Regions from separate parts of the Triticum aestivum genome. Here region 1 is linked to region 2. A link is a contact called in public Hi-C data. All regions are on one chromosome and are shown on one strand. Each heading gives the region's core, a stretch centred on a gene start, on an enhancer-like site or on the middle of the called end of the contact. The rest is flanking DNA. Distances are from core to core; before and after follow the strand shown.

Region 1 (5,070 bases), core at 1,600-4,099, 160 kb after region 2:
CCGTACTCTTGAGGACACAAAGATCTAGAATGCACATGTGACAAGCCTCATCTTTACCGTTAATGCATCTACCTATAAAGAGAGCAAAATAATGTATGAAAGGGAAATGAATGCTCCCTATGATAGCTTGTGTGATTTCCCTATATTCCCCCAAAGTGATACTAGCAAGAAAGTCTTTATATTCAGAATTGCGAGGTTCACTAACATTGCCCCACTGCGGGAGTTTACAAGCAGTATTAAAATCTTCTAGGTCCATGGTATATGATTTATCATAAAGATCAAATAAAACAGTGTGAGAATTGCGCGAGGATGTAAATTTAAACCTCCTCACAAAGGAATCAGTTAGGTAGTGGTACTTTAGGCACTTATCTGACACGAAGTCCTCAAGATCAGCATTACACACATACGCGTCAAATTCATCCTTGATGCCTGCCTAGACCATAAACTCCTCTGGCGGCCATTCACAAGGCCGCACTTGAGCTTCCCTCGGTGGTTCATCGTCCGACTCACGTATCGCGAGCCTTGGTCCTTGCTTCCTTGAGGAACCACCTTGGTACATTTTCCTATGCATTTTTTTTCTCTGAATTTTTTTTGAAATTTTAGTGACTCAAAATAAAAGTGAACCAAACTCAACAAGATTGATAGCAACTACTCCCACAAGTGTCTAGAGGCTATATCATGCATTAAAACTACTTTGGACCATATAAATTTGACATGCAAGCTCAAGAACATGGTCACCTTAGCAGCAAAAAATTGCAATAAATAAAACACTAGAACAAAAACTAATTGGACCATTGGAGGAGTCACATATCGAAGAACAATCTCCCCAAATAGTTTTGTGAATGGAGCTTTGAGCAGAGAGATCGAAAATGGCAGCAAGATGAGCTAGAACACGGGTTTGAGCTATGAGAGGATTTTTCTGGAGGAAGACGAAGTGAGCGGGTGCTGGAATAAGTGGATGCGGTCCATGTGGGGCCCACGAGGCAGAGGGCGCGCCCTAGGGGGTGGGCACGCCCTGTGCCCTCGTGGCCAATGGTGGGGCCCCTGGTGTGTTCTCAGTGCCATAAATTCTTAAATATTTTACAAAAAATCAAATTTCATTTTCAGGACGTTTGGAGAACTTTTATTTTCGGGGTATTTTTATTGCAAGGATAATTCAGAAAATAGAGAGAAAATACTATTTTTACTTTATTTAATGTAAATAACAGAAAGTAAAAGGAGGGTACAGAGAGTTGTGCTTTCTAACTTCATCCATCTCGTGTTCATCAAAAGAAATTCACTAACAAGATTGATCAAGTCTTGTTAACAAACTCTTTCTGAACCGCATGAAACCAGAGAATTTTCGAATAACACTAGGTTATCTCAACGGGGATATGCATGTCCCCAATAATAAGAATATCATATTTCTTCATGAGAGTAGGAAGAGGGAATTCAAAACCTTCAATAGTAATCGTTGAAATTTTTCCAATAGAATTGATATTGTGGACTTGAGATTGTTTCCTCGAAAAGTGTACCATATGATCATTACCATTAGAGCATGGTTAATAGTATAGCCAGCTGCTGGCTATAAGCCAGTGCCATGTCATCTACAGCCCATCTTATAGTCAACATGTACAATAGTAGATCAAAAGAGTGTACTACTTTTTTATTATGTGGCCCACCTTTCATTCTCACAAAGTGTCTAGGAGCACGTGCTAGAGCTGGCTCTTCACCAAGAGCCCGCTTATCTTCTCTCTCCTCTTCTCTTTCCTCCAACTAAGCACAAATATATTGGTTTATTCCTTATAGCCCGCTGACTCAGCTCTATTGTACTTGCTCTTAACATGAAAAGTGACATTACCTAGGGCAGCTCATAGCCACCGCACTCCCTGACGGGGTCCTTGCTGAATGTGTGGGGTTTCGGGTCCTCAAAAGTTTTCCTGTGGATCACGCTTCAGGCGAGGCTTCTTAAACGTGAGCTATGGTGCACCACTCTCGGTGTTGGAGGTACACGGTGATGTGTTCGTGTGTGAGCAAAATCATATATATTTTTGCCAAAATTTAGATTAAAGTGGTAGCCTTTTGTTGACGTTTTGAAAGTGGTAGTTCAGTGGGATACAACCGTGAATGTGATTATTTTTTCTCAAATACGCATGAGTATATGTATCATTCATTGTAAAAGGAAGGGGAAGAAGCTCCCCGAGGTCACATTTACAATGTTTATTTCCATGTGAAATTTATCCCACACCACCCAAGCTTCTACTACGGACTACTGCCTCATTGCCCACTCTACCGGGTCTACATCCAACCCTTGCGCCTCGCCCACACCACCCAATGTGAATTTTTTTTCTTGTTAATCACATGTTAAGCTTCCCTCTTGTGACTCAAACAATTTGTGTTTGTATTGCCGTGACCTCACGATCTTCTACCATAGTTTGGGTTACCCGCGATTTGACGTGCCATACTAAAATATCTGAGCTCCTGTTGTTCGCAAGAAAACAGAGCAGAGAATCTGGTTTCATGACCTGTCCAGTTTTGTTAGCCATTAAATTCGGCGGTAAAAAGTAGACAGAAATGCTAATACAAACCAGTTGATCACACTGTAGGCTGCTTGCCTGCTGACAGGCTGACACCGATCAGCGTCTCCTCTTCCACTTTTTTTTTCTGGTCTGGATTATAGCGTCCTCTATGCTGGAGGCATCGCTGTGGCTGGGCCCACGCAACACCCAGCGGCAGGACCTCAGATCTCCAAAGTGGGGCCACGGCCCATGGCCGCTGGGCCCAGACTTGTCCTCCACCCCCCACGGCCACGGCCACGGCTGCTTCCTGCTATATAGCGTACCCCGTTACCACCGTGTCCGCCCGTCTCCTTCGCTCTCTGCCGTTTTTCTCTGCCTCTCGCGCACGAACTCCCCGCTCCCCGCATCCAAAAGCCAAGACGCACCGGGGAAAGCAGCCGCTCGCCGAGGCGAGTCGGGCCGTCGCGATGGTGGATGTGGAGCACCGGATGGCGGGCATGGCCCCGGCGGCGCACGCGGCCGGCCTGCGCCGCCTGTCCACGCGCGCCGCGGCCGGCCCTTCCTCGGCGTCGGCGTCCCCGCGCCACGGGCTCTACTCCTTCCAGGGCGTGGCGTCGTCCGTGCTCTCGCACCTCCGGGCCTCCGGGGTGGCCGTCCTCCCGGGGCTTTCGGAGATGGAGCTCGCCCGCGCCGAGGCCGAGATGGGGTTCACCTTCCCGCCCGACCTCCGCGCCGTGCTGGCCCTCGGGCTGCCGTCGGGCCCCGGCTTCCCGGACTGGCGCTCCCGCGCGGGGCTCCGCGCCGCGTTCGACCTGCCCGTCGCGGCCGCGTCGCTCCAGATCGCGAGGGGCGCGCTGTGGCCGCGGTGCTGGGGGAAGAGGCCGGCCGACTCCGACCGCGCGAGGCGGCTCGCTCGCTCCGCCATACGGCGCGCGCCGCTGCTGGTGCCGCTCTTCGACCGCTGCTACCTGCCCTGCAGCCCCTCCCTCGCCGGGAACCCCGTGTTCTTCGTCACCGACGACCGCGTCCTCTGCTGCGGCCTCGACGTCGTCCACTTCTTCACCCGGGAGTCGTCCTTCCAGCCCATGGACATCTCCTCCCCGTTCGCGGCGATGCCCTCTTCCGGCACGAGCACGCCGTGCACGCGGCGCAGCCTCGACGCGGCCTGCGGCGGCCAGGCCCCACGCTGGATCGAGTTCTGGAGCGACGCCGCCTCCGACCGGCGTCGCCGCGACTCGTCGTCCTCTGAGGCCTCCACCGCATCCACATCGTCGTCAGGCTGCTGCTCGCCACCTCGGAGGTCGACACCGCGCTGGGTCGACAACTACCTGGACAAGCTCGGATCGGTGCTCAAGAAAGGTGGCTGGAGGGACAGGGAGGTGGACGAGATGGTGGAGGTGGCAGCGTCGGGGATGTTCGACGGCGAGGAGGCTCCGCCAGCCGCCGACGCGGAGGCCGTGCTCGACACACTCCTGCTGAAGACGGACCGGTGCTCAGACTCGCTCAGGCGGGCCGGGTGGAGCTCCGAGGACGTGTCGGACGCGCTGGGGCTGGACCTCCGGCGGTGCAAGGAGCCGCACCGGTCGGCCGTGCGAGTGCCCCCAGAGATCGCCGCCAAGGTCCAGCGCCTCGCGCGGACGGTGGCGCGGTCGTGACCAGCTGATCTCGCCGGAGGCGTCGGCGGTTAATCTTTCTTCTTTCTTTTCCCCTCGAAGGAGGGGGAAATCGATTCGATTAAACAACAACACTTGTATGTCACTACTACTAAGTGAGAAAAGTAAACGAGGCCATGTTCGCGTACGCAAGTAAATTAAGCCGTGTCCACGTGCATGATGTACCGTCAATTGCAGAGAACACAACGCCCCAGAAATTAACGCTGTTCTTCCGAGGGATCCATCCAACCCTTGTGTTCCCCTCCACGGATGGACGGTATCTTTTTCCCGTGTGCATGTGGTGGATACCATACCGTTAGGGCCTGGCTGTGTGGAATCTTATTCATTTACCAACCACGATGGGTGGGTGGTGCAGCTGCATGATGCCTTTGCAGTCACTGGTATGGGTATATAGTATCCACAAAGAGATTAACCAGATCCTGCGAAACTTCGATGCATCCATCCATCCAATGATCCAACCGTGAGGGATCACGCGAGAACTTACAGGATCACGCGCTCGCGCTTTACAACGGCTAACCCCATTTGCATTAGCATCAGTTGACCAACTGCCAAGAGTTCGGGCTACGCTTTACAGAGGGTACGTACGTGCGTGCGTGCATGCTTTCCTTGGGTGCTCAGCATGCTCCTCCTCCAAGTTGCATTGCATGTCTGCAAACCAAGCAAGAACATCTCAACATGCATCGTGCGCTCAGTGGCTGGCGGTAACTAATTAGTAGCAAGCAATCGCCCTGCTTTTCTTTTCTTTTCTTAAGCAGGGGGAAAGGGACATCGGGAGAGGATCGGGAGGCACGCCCGTCCCTTTCCTTGCCTCGCGCCACGGCGTGCTCGTGCTCGCCCCAAAAGGAAGGCTTTGTCCCGTTGTCATCGCCGGGCCGGCGGGCAACTTGCATGGCTGCACA
Region 2 (4,931 bases), core at 135-2,634:
TGCAGGTAAAGGGATATGTGTCGGCACCTGCACATTTTCATCCACTTACCTACAGCTAGCCGGTCAGTACTCTCTTCGTCCGAAAAAATTTGTTCCAAACTTAACACTCAAATGGATATATCTAGTACCATGTTAATACATTCATTTGAAAGACAAAAGGTTTTTCGGACGGAGGAAGTACGTATATCCGTGGAAGGCACCGTGCCAATTAAAGGGCTGTATAATACAGGCGCCGGTGCACCGCACAGCCAGCCTTTCATGGCCGTTCACGTTTGCGGCAGGTGAAAAAAGGAGACGTACTGGTGCGTAACGTACGTGCGATCACGCGTGGAGAGGAGCAGACGTGACTCCGATTCACAAGCCACCACCTCACCTACTTACTGTACGCGCGAGCTGCACATGCTCTCACGTGCGCCGCGCGCCCGCTCGTGTGGACATTATACTTGCCCGCACGACTGCATCAGCCACGCTCGCCACTTCTACCAACCCGCTTTTACCGCGAGTAATTAACCATTCACCTCCCTAATCCAGCAGTAGAGAATAAGTACTGATCCGCAAAGTCGCGAGATGCCTGCTGCTCGGTACTTGCGCGTGTAACTGTTGGGGAAGAAGATGCATGCCTGCGAATGGCTGCTGCTCTGTCAGTGCAGTGCAGTTTTTTTTACTGCCGAGAGCGGTCAGATTGTGCTCGAGAAGGCGGCAGAAGCTGGGTGGCGTGTGACTTACATCACCAGGAAGAACAACCACCTTTGATCACGAGCGTACACGCACGGCTTCGATGTCAGTGTGCACTGAGTGTGTTCCAAGGAACATGCATCATTAACTAATGTGGTCGCTGTTGAAATACAGTGACAGACAAACTGTCCTTCCGGCTGATTTGTCCCGCTCTCTTTTCCTTGTCTGAATCGCTACACGGTTTCGTCTGCCGTGCAGTCCTATACAGTCATATCATTTCGACATTTCCCACTATGCGCGACGACGTTGGCCTACAGCCAACGGACCGTGCTAATCTAAGATTCTAAGGAATCACCTCACCTCAACCACGAAGCAATCTAGCATAGATAGCCATTGCGAGTCGTCCGATCAAGAAAGGAGTTCACACTTGTATCACATGTTGACAAAGCCACACCATCTCCAACTTGCTCTTGTGCTTTATCACTTCATTCTCTCGTTCTCACTTGTATTCTGACAGCGCCAGGTCGAGGTCGACGACAAGCAGAGAGATTGCCCAAGGAAGGCAGCACGCCGAGATTCCAAAGAAAGCTCAATGTATACGTAGCCAACTGCGACAAGTATTCCCAGAACTGTCGCTGCGCTATAGTGCCAGCCGGTGTGACTCACGCTTCGCAAAGGCGCGACGGCCGGCTAAGATCTGGACGTCGCGTCAATTTGATGGCTAAGATTTCACTGTCACGTCGACTTTTTATGCGGTCCAGATCAGACCGGGCCGCATCAAATGCTGCGCTGCCTGCCGTTCCACATCCAAAGGGACAAGATTATGCCCGACGTCGAAACGGCTGCAGGCGTGCTCAACCAGGCCGCTCCCGTCGATGCGATGGCATGCTGACAGGTGACCTAGCATCTCAGCTCACAGAAAGATAACACCAAGCTTCAAACTTTTATACTAGTAACGTTTCCAGTGATTTTTCCAAGTCACCGGTGACCGTGGGACGAAGAACCATGTGATCTGAACAATTGCATTGCACCGACACGGCATTTTTCCAAGAAACTGCGAGCAAAATTCAATCCATCTTGTCCGGGACTGTTACGTTGATACAGCACGTACGCGCTGCCGTACGTACAGGCTGTACCAAACAGAGCCTAAATAGTGTGGCGGACAGCGGCGGCTCGATGAGCCCATCAACGGGTGCGTGGGTCCTGGGAGACCAAAATCATGGGAAACCACAGGTGGGCTCCGACCATTATCTTTACGTATTATTGAATTTTGGCAGGGGATGAACAGTTGAACAACGAAGCAGGCTGAGTGAACCAGCATCCCCCCTTCCCTATGCTGGGCAGGGCACATCCGGATCCTATCCGCGTGTACTGTTCGTTGCGCTGGCCTTTGGGGGCTTTGGGCTATGAACATATGTGTTCCTTGGCGTGGAGCTCCTTCTCTATTACTCTAGGCTATGGCAAGAGCTTGTCCATTTTGATGTGTATACGCTTGGTCGCCGAGCTTGCATGATACTATGATCCAAGCCTCCTGGGCGACGAATGGCAAGTACTCGGAAATTATTTGCAGGGTCTTTAAGCTGCGCAAACAGCAAACCCGGGGGTCTTTCTTTGTCTCTACTAGTAAATGCGGCAATGCAGGCTGATGTTATTAGAAAGAAAATTAAGTATAATTTCAATTGGTACGTGTTTGTTATGTGATTAGTATAGATTTTGTTGATATGATATTAATTGCATGCTAAATATATTGAGCCTCTCCATTGAAGCAATCTAGAAGCCCTCTATGATCGAATCCCCCTCCGGCAGGAAACCGGTAAAGGCCCCTAGATGGGATCTCACGGGTACAAAAGATTGCGGCGGTGGAAAAGTGTTTTCGTGGATGCCCCTGTTGGTTTGGGGATATATATGCGTATATATAGGCAAAAGAATTAGGTCAGGAGGTGCACGAGGGGCCCACAGGGGTGGGGGCGCACCCTTTGTCCTTGTGGCCGCCTCGTGGCTCCTCCGACTTCATCTCCAAGTCTCCTGGTTGTCTTCTGGTCCAAGAAAAATCATTGCGAAGGTTTTATTCCGTTTGGTATTCTTTTTCTGCGAAACACAAAAACAAGGAAAAAACAGGAACTGGCACTGGGCTCTATGTTAATAGGTTAGTCCCCAAAATAATATAAAATAGCATATAAATGCATATAAAACATCCAAAACAGATAATATAATAGCATGGAACAATAAAAAATTATAGATACGTTGGAGACGTATCACCTGGATGCCCATATTGGCTCCTATATATTCTACGAAGATCTTTATCGGTCGAACCATTATGACAACATACGTTATACCCTTTATCTATCGGTATGTTACTTTCTCGAGATTCGACCGTCGGTATCTTCATACCTACTTCAATCTCATTACTGACAAGTCTCTTGACTCGCTCCGTAATACATCACCTTGTGACTAACTCCTTAGTCATTTGCTTGCAAGCTTATTATGTGTATTACCGAGAGGGCCCAGAGATACCTATCCGATACTCTGAGTGACAAATCCTAATCTCGATTTATGCCAACTCAACAAACACCTTCGGAGATACCTGTAGAGCATCTTTATAATCACCCAGTTATGTTGTGGCATTTGATAGCACACAAGGCATTCCTCCGGTATCCAGGAGTTGCATACTCTCATAGTCGAAGGAATGTGTATTTGACATGAAGAAAGCAATAGCAATAAAACTGACTGATCAATATGCTAAGCTAACGGGTGGGTCTTGTCCATCACATCATTCTCCTAATGATGTGATCCCGTTATCAAATGACAACACATGTCTATGCTTAGGAAATCTTAACCATCTTTGATCAATGAGCTAGTCTAGTAGAGGCTTACTAGGGACATGATATTTGTTTATGTATTCACACATGTATTTAGGTTTCCGATCAATACAATTATAGCATGAATAATAAACCTATATCATGAATAAGGAAATATAAAATAACAACTTTATTATTGCCTCTAGGGCATACTTCTTTCAGTCTCCCACTTGCACTAGAGTCAATAATCTAGTTCACATCGCCATGTGATTAACACCTATAGTTCACATCGCCATGTGACCAACACCCAAAGGGTTTACTAGAGTCAATAATTTAGTTCACATCGCCATTTGATTAATACCCAAAGAGTAATAAGGTGTGATCATGTTTTGCTTGTGAGAGAAGTTTAGACAACGGGTCTGTCACATTCAGACCTGTATGTATTTTTGCAAATATCTATGTCTACAATGCTCTGCATGGAGCTACTCTAGCTAATTTCTCCCACGTTCAATACGTATCCAGATTGAGACTTAGAGTCATCTAGATTAGTGTCAAAGCTTGCATCGACGTAACTCTTTACGACAAACTCTTTATCACTTCCATAACCGAGAAACATTTCATTAGTCCTCTTTAACGCACCTAAGGATAATTTTGACCGCTGTCCAGTGGTACACTCCTGTATCACTCTTGTACCCTCTTTGCCAGATAAGTGGCAAGACAAACATCAAGTGTGGTACACAACATGGCATATCGTATAGAACCTATGGCTGAGGCATAGGGAATGACTTTCATTCTCTCTCTATCTTCTGCCGTGGTCGGGCTTTGAGTCTTACTCAACTTCACACCTTGTAATACAGGCAAGAACGCCTTCTTGGACTGAATCATTATGAACTTCTTCAAATCATACCAAGGTATGTATTTTGTGAAAGTTCTATTAAGCGCTTTGATCTATCCCTATAGATCTTGATGCTCAATACACAAGTAGCTTCATCGAGGTCTTTCATTAAAAAATCTTATTCAAGTATCCTTTTATGCTATCCAGAAATTCTATATCATTTCCAATCAATAATATGTCATCCACATATAATATCAGAAATGCTACAGAGCTCCCACTCACTTTCTTGTAAATACAGGCTTTACGGTAAGTCTGCATAAAACCATATGATTTGATCACCTCATCAAAGAGTATATTCCAACTCCGAGATGCTTGCACCAGTCCATAGATGGATCGCCGGAGCTTGCACACTTTGTCAGCACCTTTAGGATTGACAAAAACTTTTGATTGCATCATATACAACTCTTCTTTAAGATATCCATTAAGGAATGCAGTTTTGATGTCCAGTTGCCAGATTATAAAATGTGGCAATTGCTAACATGATTCAGACAGACTTAAGCATCGCTACGGGTGAGAAAGTCTCATCGTAGTCAACCCCTTGAACTTGTCTAAAACCTTTCGTG

What was found. Hi-C and Micro-C count contacts between places; a contact is called where the count stands out from the background.
Region 1: a contact with region 2 is called in a Hi-C map of leaf, with 8 times the contacts expected there. The contact joins the promoter of LOC123103957 here to the enhancer-like site in region 2. A contact is called at or near these places in 2 of 5 Hi-C or Micro-C datasets (both in leaf) and 1 of 1 datasets of contacts at active chromatin or transcription factors (leaf).

What each region holds. Positions count from the first base shown.
Region 1 is chr5A:452,946,816-452,951,885 of IWGSC CS RefSeq v2.1, forward strand. It overlaps LOC123103957, which reads left to right and starts at 2,850. Exons shown (of 1, transcript XM_044525660.1): 1 at 2,850-4,308. The coding sequence starts at 2,966. The coding sequence ends at 4,153.
Region 2 is chr5A:452,783,702-452,788,632 of IWGSC CS RefSeq v2.1, forward strand. No RefSeq gene overlaps it. Among protein-coding and RNA genes, the nearest start is that of LOC123103957, 160 kb to the right of the region's middle. Within about 2 kb of position 1,385, at least 3 of the 8 cell types and tissues checked have an H3K27ac peak or open chromatin away from gene starts, as enhancers often do. A contact at or near this core is called in leaf, where this site is marked.